3 separate regions of the Arabidopsis thaliana genome follow, and all the other regions are linked to region 3. Evidence: chromatin contacts called from public targeted proximity ligation data. All regions are on one chromosome and are shown on one strand. The core of a region is the stretch at or near the end of the contact, and the rest is flanking DNA. Distances in the headings are between cores, read along the strand shown.

The links.
Region 1: a targeted proximity ligation map of shoot shows a contact between it and region 3, with 16 read pairs. A contact is called at or near these places in 4 of 26 Hi-C or Micro-C datasets (callus, leaf, root and 1 more) and 2 of 2 datasets of targeted methods (seedling and shoot).
Region 2: a contact with region 3 is called in a targeted proximity ligation map of shoot, with 11 read pairs.

The regions. Positions count from the first base shown.
Region 1 is chr4:15,968,956-15,972,855 of TAIR10.1, forward strand. AT4G33100 (protein phosphatase) reads left to right here and starts at 2,154. Exons shown (of 4, transcript NM_119464.3): 1 at 2,154-2,327; 2 at 2,686-2,840; 3 at 3,087-3,171; 4 at 3,289-3,534. The coding sequence starts at 2,746. The coding sequence ends at 3,387. APM1 (aminopeptidase M1) reads right to left here and starts at 1,602. Exons shown (of 18, transcript NM_119463.5): 1 at 1,248-1,602; 2 at 782-927; 3 at 594-696; 4 at 293-479; 5 at 121-214; 6 at 1-19. The coding sequence starts at 1,463. It overlaps AT4G33110 (S-adenosyl-L-methionine-dependent methyltransferases superfamily protein), which reads right to left. Exons shown (of 8, transcript NM_001203967.1): 7 at 3,829-3,887; 8 at 3,490-3,734. The coding sequence ends at 3,542.
Region 2 is chr4:15,879,871-15,883,396 of TAIR10.1, forward strand. It overlaps AT4G32910 (nuclear pore complex Nup85-like protein), which reads left to right and starts at 1,375. Exons shown (of 18, transcript NM_119444.4): 1 at 1,375-1,870; 2 at 1,997-2,099; 3 at 2,226-2,336; 4 at 2,423-2,506; 5 at 2,595-2,666; 6 at 2,761-2,817; 7 at 2,950-3,069; 8 at 3,151-3,351; 9 at 3,451-3,526. The coding sequence starts at 1,494. AT4G32900 (Peptidyl-tRNA hydrolase II (PTH2) family protein) reads right to left here and starts at 1,171. Exons shown (of 8, transcript NM_202942.5): 1 at 1,068-1,171; 2 at 295-495; 3 at 1-12. The coding sequence starts at 1,109.
Region 3 is chr4:15,929,438-15,933,274 of TAIR10.1, forward strand. It overlaps GLDP1 (glycine decarboxylase P-protein 1), which reads right to left and starts at 1,985. Exons shown (of 14, transcript NM_119455.3): 1 at 499-1,985; 2 at 134-379; 3 at 1-45. The coding sequence starts at 1,713. It overlaps ZIP9 (ZIP metal ion transporter family), which reads right to left. Exons shown (of 4, transcript NM_001342195.1): 4 at 2,983-3,621. The coding sequence ends at 3,166.

The DNA.
Region 1 (3,900 bases), core at 904-3,403, 40 kb after region 3:
ATATGGCACAGCAAAGTACCTACAAGAATGATTGGACTTATGCAATGAGATGATACATCCATTAAAGAAGCTCAGAAATATGCATGCACATAAAGTTTCAAATGTCAACGAAGGACCTACTCTTTGAACAGATCCAATGTCTTGGCACCAACATGCAATGCAAATTTCCCTTGGTCGGCTTTGCCCACTTGACAGTATACTCTGACTTTAATCCCTGAGAAAAAGATGAAACTTGATTTAGAGCTTCTCGACTTGACTAGACGGGAGATAATAATGGATAAAATTAATTTACCATCGGATGTATGATCTTCCACGTAGTCAAACAAACCAACAACAATTGCTACCAAATATGTAGACATGATTGGTGACTCTTGATAGGAGACAATCTTCAGATTCCCATTGACTTTCTCCTCCATTATTGGCATATTGGAGAGAGCCACCAAATCAGTTGGCACCTCTAATGTAATCTTGAAGGTAGCCTGTTGAACAATGTGTCAATATTGATAGATAAAGACAGAAGAAGAACAAAATCACCAACTTGATAAACTCATGCTGATAGAAAGAGGAGGGAATGAGAAAGAACAAGTGGAAACCTTGCAAGCAGGTTCATCCCAACATGGAAAGCATCTCCTAGCATCAGCTGGTTCAAACTGGGTAACTGCCATATTCTTCTTCTCACCGTTATGTTCATAAGTACTGCCACCAAGACAAATACAAGATCGTTCTAGAATTAATCTCGAGCTATCTAACAGTAAAAAAAGATCGAAACTCATTGCTTTACCTTCTGTAGAATCCCTTCATTTTGTCATTTAGTACTCCATTGAAACCAAGTTTCAGAACTCCCACTCCATGGGGAAGAATCTCACCAAACTCAAGCACGAGAATCTCATCCTCCTCAAACAAGACAACTTTTGGAGCTGCAAGCGCCTGCTTAACAAAACATAAGAAGCAACAACAAGCTAAATCTTTGCTGATTCCAGATTCAATTCCAATCCATGACAGTTTTCTAAAGTTGAGGATTGGTTTTTCAGTCGAACAGAAAAGTCTGGCTGAAACGTGATTGTATCTCTCTAGTTAATTTACCATTGGAATCAAAAATCATAGATGATGATATCCAAATACTCAGATCAAGAAGCTAATCATGAAAATGAATATCTCCAAGGCGCTAATTAGCTCAAAACCATAACTCCAATCACATTGCTAAAATCGGAATCCATAACAGCAAAAAAGAAACGCGATAGAGAGACCTTAGAGGAGGAAGGAGGAGTGAAGGAAACGGAGGCATCGTTGACGGAGAGATCAGCTGCGTTGAGAACGATGAAACGAGTATCGGCGACTATGTCGAGATCGATGGCTACAGTTCCAGTGAAGGTGCAGGCGATGAGATCGGGATTGAGGCGGAGATCGTAGCGCTTGGGGACGGCGAACTTGGGTAGACGAGGCTCACCTTTGAACTGATCCATTTTCTATTACTTGCAGATATGATTTTTTTTTGTTTTCTCTTGTTGGAGTTTTGTCTTTTATAATACGAGGGTTGTAAGCAATTGTTTTATGTTACGCCACGCGAGTGATTCGTTTCTAGTAGAGGACGCAACGTTAATAACATTTACAAAACATTCAATAATATCACTATCAAATTCAATGACGTTGGATTATCCATTAGCATCTCCAAGCTAGGCCGAATATGACAAAATGTGTTTTGACCAGTGAAGAAATGTTTAATCAGATTACACTTGTTCATAAGAAGATTCAATGTCACTACTACTCGTCAACTCAAAGTCCCGCGGATCTAGTTTGAACAACACACATTTAATCGTTCTATATCCTCAATCATCTCCTTGATCAGATTCCCAACATCCCCTGAGTCCCATGTTGTACTGATGACCAGGGTGATCTTCTTGGCTCGGCGTGTCCGTTTCTCGAGGAGCATCCGCCATGTTCCACGTAGCTTCATCAGGTTGTAGCCTCTGTCCCTTGGAGCTCGGCCATTATACTTAACAGTGAGATGAAGATGATCTTTATTCCCTTATTTATATCATCATAATAAGACTTTAAAATTTTGAATTGTATAGTTTCTCTTTTTTAATGTTAATTTCCTCTCTTTCTTTTTTTGGTCAACGAGACTAATTTAGTTTTCTTTCTTGCCTAGGGTTTTCGTCTTCTGAAACGACGTCGTTAGGATCTTTCCAATCGAGTTCTTCCCAAGCTTCGTCGTCGTCGTCGTCTAGGTCGGGTGTTTAAATTTACGGTTTCTGAGTTAGACGAGAGACTCTCAATCTCGGAGAATCTGAGGTTTTACGGGATATCCCGTTTTAATCAAATTCAGGGTAAATTTCAATTCTTTTTCCTTCTGAGATCTGATTTTTTTTCTTTTTTTTTTGGGTATTGAAATTCTATTATCCTTGAAAAGCTTCATACTTCTTAAAACTTTGCATTGTCTGAGTTTCATTTTTGATACAATCTCTCTATTTGATTCTTTCTGCAACTTTGGTTATGTTCATTTATATTTTTAGAGTATCAAAAATGAATCTTTTAGTTGTCTTTTGGTCATCTTGGATTATATTTCTCTGTTTGTGATGAATTCTGAAGCTTGTTGTTGTGTTAGATTCTTATTGTCTCACTGTTTACATTTTTATCCTTTTCTTAAGAGTGATGATATAGGTTTTTTTTTTTTCTGAATTATAGATAGATGGATTTTCAGAGTTGCTAAGGTGGGACAGAGTATTAGTGGTGATTGCAACGACAATGGGCTTATTGAAGAAAAAAGATTCAACTTCAGCTCGCTCCTCTACTTCTCCCTGCGCCGATTTGCGAAACGCTTACCACAATTGCTTCAACAAGTGAGTTTCGTTTGTTTCTCCTTTTGATGGATTTAGCTAGTTGCTGGGTTTAAGGGTTTAGCTTTGGTTAGCCAAATGGGTATTTTTTTCAGGGATTTCATTTCTGGTCTTTTGAAAGGTTTGGACCATTTGGATGGCATTGTCTTATTCCTTTTTCCTTTCTAATTCTTCCCTTTGGTTGGTGTATTTATCTGTCTGTCCAAAACGCTAAAAATTGCATCTTTTTTTCTTGATTTTTTTCTGCAGATGGTACTCGGAGAAGTTTGTTAAAGGCCAATGGGATAAAGAAGAGTGTGTTGCCGAGTGGAAAAAATACAGAGACTGTCTCTCGGTAACTCACTCTGCTTCTCTGCTTCATCAGCTCTATTCATGTTTCCTGTGATCTTTAATCAAATGATAAGCTTCTCGTTCCTGAGTTTTGATTTTCGGTTTTCATGTAATTAAACAGGAGAATTTAGATGGTAAGCTTCTCACTCGCATTTTGGAGGTAGATGGGGAGCTGAATCCAACAAAGCAAGCTACTGATTCAAAAGAATCCAGTTCATGATACTTGATCCCCATGTTTTTCGAGATAACATTGTCACTTTAAAAAGATTGAACAAACTCCTTTGGTATGAAACCATAACATCATAGAATACAAAGTAGAATGGGATTGTTGTATTCTTTATTGAAAAATTGGAAGAAAAATAAAGAAATCATCATCATTTCTTCTTGAAGAGGAAGTGTGCAACCATCCACTCTTCTCCATTGTTGTATCCGAAAAGCTCAGCAACCGCGATGAAGAAGGTTCTCCAGTAAACCATCCACTTCACTGCTTCTTCTTTCCCATAAGTCACTTCCATGATTTTTTTTACTGCAACTATCTCCTTATCCATTCTTTTTAGCCACTCTTCACTGCAAAATGTTGTTTAATTATAAAGTTACAAACATTACAAGATAATTCTCGTCTTCTCTAGCATTTTACAACAAATCTTCCGAGTTTTTTTACCTTGTTTTTGCATAATGCGTCCCGCTTACGAGCCAATGATCCACAATCGAAACATTTTCCTGAACAAAACAA
Region 2 (3,526 bases), core at 125-2,624, 50 kb before region 3:
AACTACCAGTACCTGTGATCAGAACAAGCTCAAATTAGTTACACAAATGTTCTGATTTTAACTTGTAATCTAAAAATCTGACATCATTGAAAACTCATCACCATCCTTGTATAGATTATGCAAGTCTCTTTTATGAAGCTAAAATTTCAATCATTTGATGGGTTTGGAACATAAATCAGCTTGCATTATCACTAGGTTTTGTTATAAGGATTTAAGTTATAATATTTTACTCCAAACCAATAAAATCTAGGGGCAGAGACAAGAGACTATCGTTACACTAGATGATAGACAAACCATTTTAAGCTCTTGGTCCTTGCCATTGCCTGGTACAGAACTCTGCTTCTGGACCTTGCTGGATAAAAGTCTGCTCCTTTTCACTGGGGAGGTCACTTGCTGTGATAAATCCAATATCATACCTATGATGAATCCTATCACAACCCCTGGTATGAGATTCTCTGCTCTAAAACTCACAGATATCGACTTCTTTTCTTGTCTCTGATCATATTCACCGGAAAAAAAAAAACAATGATACATTTTTAACTGTCCAACAAGAATGCTGGTTTAGTAAGCTACAAGAAAATTTCAGAACATGACCGAAACAACCGAGTAAATAAGCTCGTTTGTTGCAGTCTCAGTAAGATTTTAGAGACAAAAACATGATAAATTCTCGTTTGGGTGGTGAGAACTGAGAGGCAAACATTCAAATTTACACCACAAATCTCTCAATTTTATTTGCCAAATCAACCATAGACATACATATAAGAAACTTGTGCACTATAAAGCCAAACACTTACACTTAAAGCAAAGTACACTATTAAGAAAGAATCAGACTTTGACTCTTTGAGCTTAACTGATCTTACATCAATAACCAAAAGAAGAAAGAGCTCAGAATTTGTAATTTGTTTAGTTTCAAGTTTTCCAATTCACTAGCCAACTGATGCCATTCGGAAGTTTTGATCAAACTAGACTCAATTCCTCAGCCCGAGATAAATTTTGACAAAAAAGAAGCAACAAAACTAAGAACAAATTATCAACAGAAAAGACGGAAAATAAGTCGAAATCAATACCATAGCTTGAGGCTGCGAAGAGTTTCGAGACGAAGGCCACATGATACGCTTCTGGAGATTCTCCAAGGCGACAGAGGAACAAAGCTAAGCCTTTAAAATCGAATGCCCATGAGTATGATGAAGAAGGGAGATAAGAGCAGCCTTAGTAACCGTAAACGTCAGGGTGTTCATATCTCTGATTACAAAACGACGCGTTGTTTGGGGCTTAATGTACATTCTGGAAAAATACATGGTCCAATTAGAAAAGTTTTAACAGTATATAGCTACTAATGTAATTACTATAGAATATCTCTCGAACACACGGTGCGTTTTACTGTCGTCGCTCCTTTTTGTTGGTCTGTTTCCACTTCAGTTCTTCTCCCTCCGGAAAAGCTACAACCCCAATCTAAAACCCTAACGGCCATTTCTACCATCGGAGCTCCGAAAATGCCGGGTATGTCTTCGGAATCTGGCGGTGGAGAATTGGTTCTGTTTTCGACCAAGGAAAAAACTCCGGTGTTGTATCCTCTAAGCTATGGCCTCAAGTCTCCGGTTCACAGGCTCTCCATCTCCTGGGGTTGCGGAAACAACCTACGCGTCACGGTTTTAAGGAATCCAGAGTTACGCGATGATGACGACGGAGAAGTTGGTGGTAAGGTCGTAAACGTTAGGCTTAGCGGCGAGGATGGCGAAATCAGTGACCCACAGTGGCGAAGGATCGCTTATGGATCGGTATCTCCGTTCGCGCTTTTGCAGAGCAGAAGAAACTCAATTTCCAGTTTGTCTAAGATGGATATGAGTTCCTCTCTGTATCAGACTGCGTGGTGAGTATCTTCTTTGTAAATTCCCAGATTTTGCCCATTCAATACTGAAATACTGTTTTGGATTATCTTATGATTAGACTTCTAAAGCGTGTTTGAGCAATTCTGGATTGTCGTAATTTTAATCAGGTGGGAGTACGTAATGGAATACAGCAGAGATATTAAATCTCTCCTTAGTAATACAATATCTTTGCCCGCTCCTTTGATTGAAGACCCGAGATCAGTTATAAAGGTACGTTGGTCTTTCTGGTTCTACAATTGGTTAACTTTACTTGTAAATTTAACTCCTCCGCGAGTGAGGTATAGGTTTGAGTGTGGAGCTTTGTTAATGGATGTTCCTGTTAACATACATATGCAGAATGCTGAGGAACCAACTTCTTTAAAGGCTGCGTGGGAGTTGATGGAATTATTTTATGCAGATAAGACATGTCTGTCTTGGTTGCCAGAACGGCTCGTTGATTGGTTATCTGTAATTAGTTTTTACCTTCGACACTTGAGCTATCTTATTTTTTTAAACTTCTAGTGTTTTCTTACCTACCATTTATAACATGGCAGGAATACGATATACTCCTTTCTAGCTCACATCCAACAATCTACTCAAAGCTCCAGGATTTCCAAAAGGAACTTGTTGGCCTGCAGGTTTGCTCATCTCTAAGAAGTCGATAGTTCTCAGAAAATAAGTGATTGAAGAACCTGACTTTCTTAACGGGGTTATGTGCCATTGCAGGCCATCGAGGATGATCCAAGATACTGGGAAGTGATGGCTTCTGCTTTATCAGTTGGTTGGCTAGAAATAGTGGTTAGTACTTTTTTTTTGGGATTGGGGGTTCTTTGTAATTTGATCTTGAATGTTACAATTTGAGAAATGTTCTGCCCATACTTTTTATTTTCAGGTGAAGTTGTTACACCTACATGGTTCTTATCAACTAGACCAGCTGGGACATCGTGAGGTTAGAATGAAGTTGTTCATGTTTAGGTCCTTTGGGATTTATGTCATATGAAGTGACTAGCTACGTGCTAGTACTTTTGTATATGCACAGATTTCTGATTATTCATAATGTAATACAAATTTAATGAAATAGACAGAAAATGGTTTGGTAGAAGCGGTTGCTGTTCTCATTTCAAAAATGCCACGAATGCGGCCACAACTAGAAGATGGGAAATTTGGTGAATGCTCTGCAGCAAAGCCTGACTTTATGAAGGTATTTTAGAAACATGTATCATTCTAACTCTTTTTATTGTATCTGATTATGTGTCTAGACTCATCTTGCCGTTTTTGCCAGACACGAGAAAGATGGCAGTCTCAGATAACTAAACTAGAGTGCAGTGCCTTCTGGGTTCAATGTGCTCACCATCAGACCCGTGAGGGCTTGAGAAATATGTTGAAGATCATGATAGGAAATGCTGATTGCCTCAGAGCTGCGACATGTAACTGGATGGAGCTTTTTGTTTCACATCTTCTTTATCTCAGGCCATTTACGAAGGTGGATTGCTTTACCTGCTGTTTGTCTATTTAAATTCGAGTCTTGCTATCATTCTAATATTAAACTTGAAAATCAAATTAATACCATTTTGCATTGCAGGGATTAGATGGCATGCATAGCCTAGCCCAGAAGTGTGTTCAGTCAAAGCCAGTTAACACTTCCCATAAGCTTCTAA
Region 3 (3,837 bases), core at 735-3,234:
ATCGACATCATCCAAGGTGGTTGTTTCGTCAAAGGAAGCAGTAATCTGAATTAAGTAATCATATCCAAATATTCAAATCTGTATGATGCTATGAGAGTAAAAACCTTGAAAGGCCAAAGCAAAGGAGACTCACAGTGGTTGAGTCCACAACACGCAGATTAATTTCACTTTTGGAAGCTGCATCAGCAATTGCATGTGCATCCGAACACTTAATTTTAACAGTGTCAAAGAAAGGAAGTTCTTGAACTTCTGCAACCCCAAGCTTGTTCAACCCTAAGGAAAATATACCAGCGAGACCATGGACACGCTGGGCAATAGATTTTAGACCTGCAGGTCCATGGTAAACAGCATACATGGCAGCCATGTTGGCAAGCAACGCCTGCAGGAAAATGAAAAGATGAAGTACTCATCAACATGAATCAACATATCATCTAGTTATCTGAACGAACTAATAGTGAAAAGTGAAAAATGAGTAATCAGATACTAAGAAGTAATTACTTGAGCAGTACAGATGTTGCTAGTGGCTTTGTCCCTCCTAATATGCTGTTCTCTAGTCTGCATAGCCATACGCAGAGCTTGCTTTCCTGAAGAATCAACACTAATACCAATAATCCTCCCAGGCATCATTCTCTTATACTCTTGTGAAGTAGCCAAGAACGCAGCATGAGGACCACCATAACCCATCGGAACACCAAACCTTTGAGCAGAGCCAACAACAATATCCGCCCCAAATTCTCCAGGAGGTTTCAACACAGTCAAAGCCAGCAAATCCGTAGCCATCACAACCTTAACACCATTAGCATGAGCATTCTTAACAAACTCAGCATAATCCAAGACTTCACCTTCAGTACCAGGATACTGAACAAGAACCCCACAAACATCACCAGAGCTGTAATCTATATCCTTAAGATCAGAGGTGACAACTTTCAAATCAAACCCATCAGCTCTAGTCTTACAAACATCAATAGTCTGAGGGTGACAGTTACTAGCAATGACAAAGGTCTTCTTTTTACCCTTAAGAATGTTGTTACACATGGCCATTGCCTCCGCAGCAGCAGTGCCTTCATCCAGAAGCGACGCATTGGACATAGGAAGACCCGTGAGATCTGTGATCACGGTCTGGAAATTGAGGAGCGATTCGAGACGACCTTGAGAGATCTCAGCTTGATAAGGAGTGTATTGAGTGTACCAAGCTGGATTCTCCATGATGTTACGGAGAATGACAGTAGGGACATGAGTGTTGTAGTAACCCATCCCGATGAAGGATTTGAAAACCTTGTTCTTGGAAGCTAAATCAACCATGTGTTGAATCATTTGGCTCTCGGTTAAACCAGCGTCGAATTTGGAGAACTTCATGGAATCTAATCGAATCGATTTGGGCACCGTAGCATCGATGAGTGAATCGATATGGTCAAAGCCACAGAATTTAGCCATGTGGGTTTGTTCGTCTGGTGTTGCAGAGTTGTGACGACGAGGGAAAGTATCGCTGGGTTTAACAGCATCGACGGAGATGGAACGCGTCTGCTGGTGCCTCCCGAAAGCCGCCGTGTGGTTGACAGATCGAGGGGTGGAGATGAAAGGGGAAAGGGAAGAGACATACCTCGCCGGAGCGTGAGGAACAAGGTGAGGTGTTTCAGCGTTACGGTGTCGTTTTGTGTCGTTAACGAGACGTTTGACGATTCCTCTGTAAGCAAGTCTCCTTGCGCGCTCCATTGGGAAAAAAGGTTGCAGTCAGAAAACGAAGAGAGTAAGAGAGATGTTTTGAGAAAGATGGATGTCTTTTTTAGTTTTTCGCCATGAATGAAAGGAGGAGGTAGAAGCTAGCTACAAGGAGGGAATCTGAGAGAGAGTATATACAATATACACTCACGGACCGTTGAATATAAAATGTGTATATTCACGTCCCAAGAAATAGTTAGTTTATAAATACAGAGAAATTTTTGGGAAATAAATAAAAATCCTCAAATTTCGTGGTGTAGGCTCGGATGTGGTTGGTGAAAAGTTGCAGATTCCACGTGTATCGCATCTAAATCAGTAGTGCAATATTGTGCTAATCATTTTATTTTTATGATTAAATTGGATCTCCGACATCTCTTAATTATTTGTTTATTAGTAGCAGTTTCTCCAAACTATTTACATTTTTTCACAACAATATACAATATTTTTTATTGAGTACTAACTATTGTGATTTTAAAAGTAGGATTATTTAGTGTCTTTAGTTCGCAAATTTCTTATTTTCCTACAAAAACTGTAGTTCCCCTCTAATGGGACATACGTAAATTGTAAAGTTTAATCAATGTTAAGTTTTTTTGGTTCTGATTTACATATCCAACAAAAAAGTACGAAAAAATAGAATTTATGCACCAAATCCTTGAGATAATTTACAGGAATTGTGGGATATGCTGTAAAAGCACGAGATAAAATTTGAAAGGAAGGGAACTGAAGTGGAAGAGATTGGGTATCAGTGGACAAAAATGTTTGTCACCTTTATCACTCAGAAAGATAACAACAAATAAATATATATATGGCAAACAAATTTTAATTATTTTGGTTCACATGAAAATATATGATAAATTAGGTGGCGGAATGCGTTTCACAGAGAGTTTATCTCCACAAAGAAAATTTTAATTAAACAGATAAATATAGGGTTCGTCTTTTTCTTCATCATGCATGGGAACCATCGTCATCCATATATATATATATTCGACAGAAAATGAAATATTATAGTTTTCGACCTTCCAAGAATAATATATCTTAAAGATCGTGGAAAAGATTACTCATGAGTCATGACCTACTCTTTTTAAAAACACTTAGTTCATATATATGGTTCTATTATGGCGTTTCTTGAGCTAAATCAAAATGAAGGATTAGAATATGCTCGAAAAGGCGTCAAGAAAATCTTTGGATTTCAGTTGCATACTTGCTTGTAAAAACTAATTGTATTTGTTTTTGTTTTTTGTTCAAAAATTAATTATTTGTTTACCAGCTACAAAAATATATAACATGATTGATAAAGAGTGAATATCTAATAGAATTGATTACAAACATTATTTTGAAACAAATAGAGTGATAGGCATACCTATAATAATTCTGTCCAAAAGAAAAAAGAAAAAGGCATGCCTAAATTTATTACTTTCATAAACAAATAGTAATAATGAAAAGTGATCAAGCCCAAATTGCAAGAGCAGACATCATCCCAGCTCCAAGAAACAAAAAGCAATAAGAAACAACTTGAACTCTGAAATCAACACTCATCTTCTTGCTCAAGAAATCCGCAGCGATCAAATCCACAAGCGCCATGTACACAAGTATCCCCGCAGAGAGAGAATCGAGCACTCCTTCAGCCACCAATGCTGCAACGCTATAAGAGTTGTAAGATGAGGCAATGGCCGTTCCCACCGCTACACCGATCGGAGTAGTGATGGCGAAGAAGAAAGCCATCATGGCAGATCCACGCGGGGTTAGTCTGGCCTCTGCGACGCAGCCACCGAGGGCAAAACCTTCGAAGAATTGGTGGAAGGAAAGAGCGAGAAGGAGAGGACGTATGGTGCATGGGCTATGTGATACTCCAAGCGATATTCCTATGATTATTGAATGTGACACTATTCCCATTTCAAGTATCTGAATACAAAAATATAAGGGTATCATCAATTGATTTTGTGCATCGACACTATACAAGGAAATTATATAAACGGATTGGTTTGACTAAGTCACATAACGTCAAAATATATTAACACACACACACACACCAAAAAAAAAAAATGTTTCCACAATGCGTTTAAGTCGTCATTTGTATCTTTGGAAGAAAACTTAAATAATAGTATGATATTTTAGAAT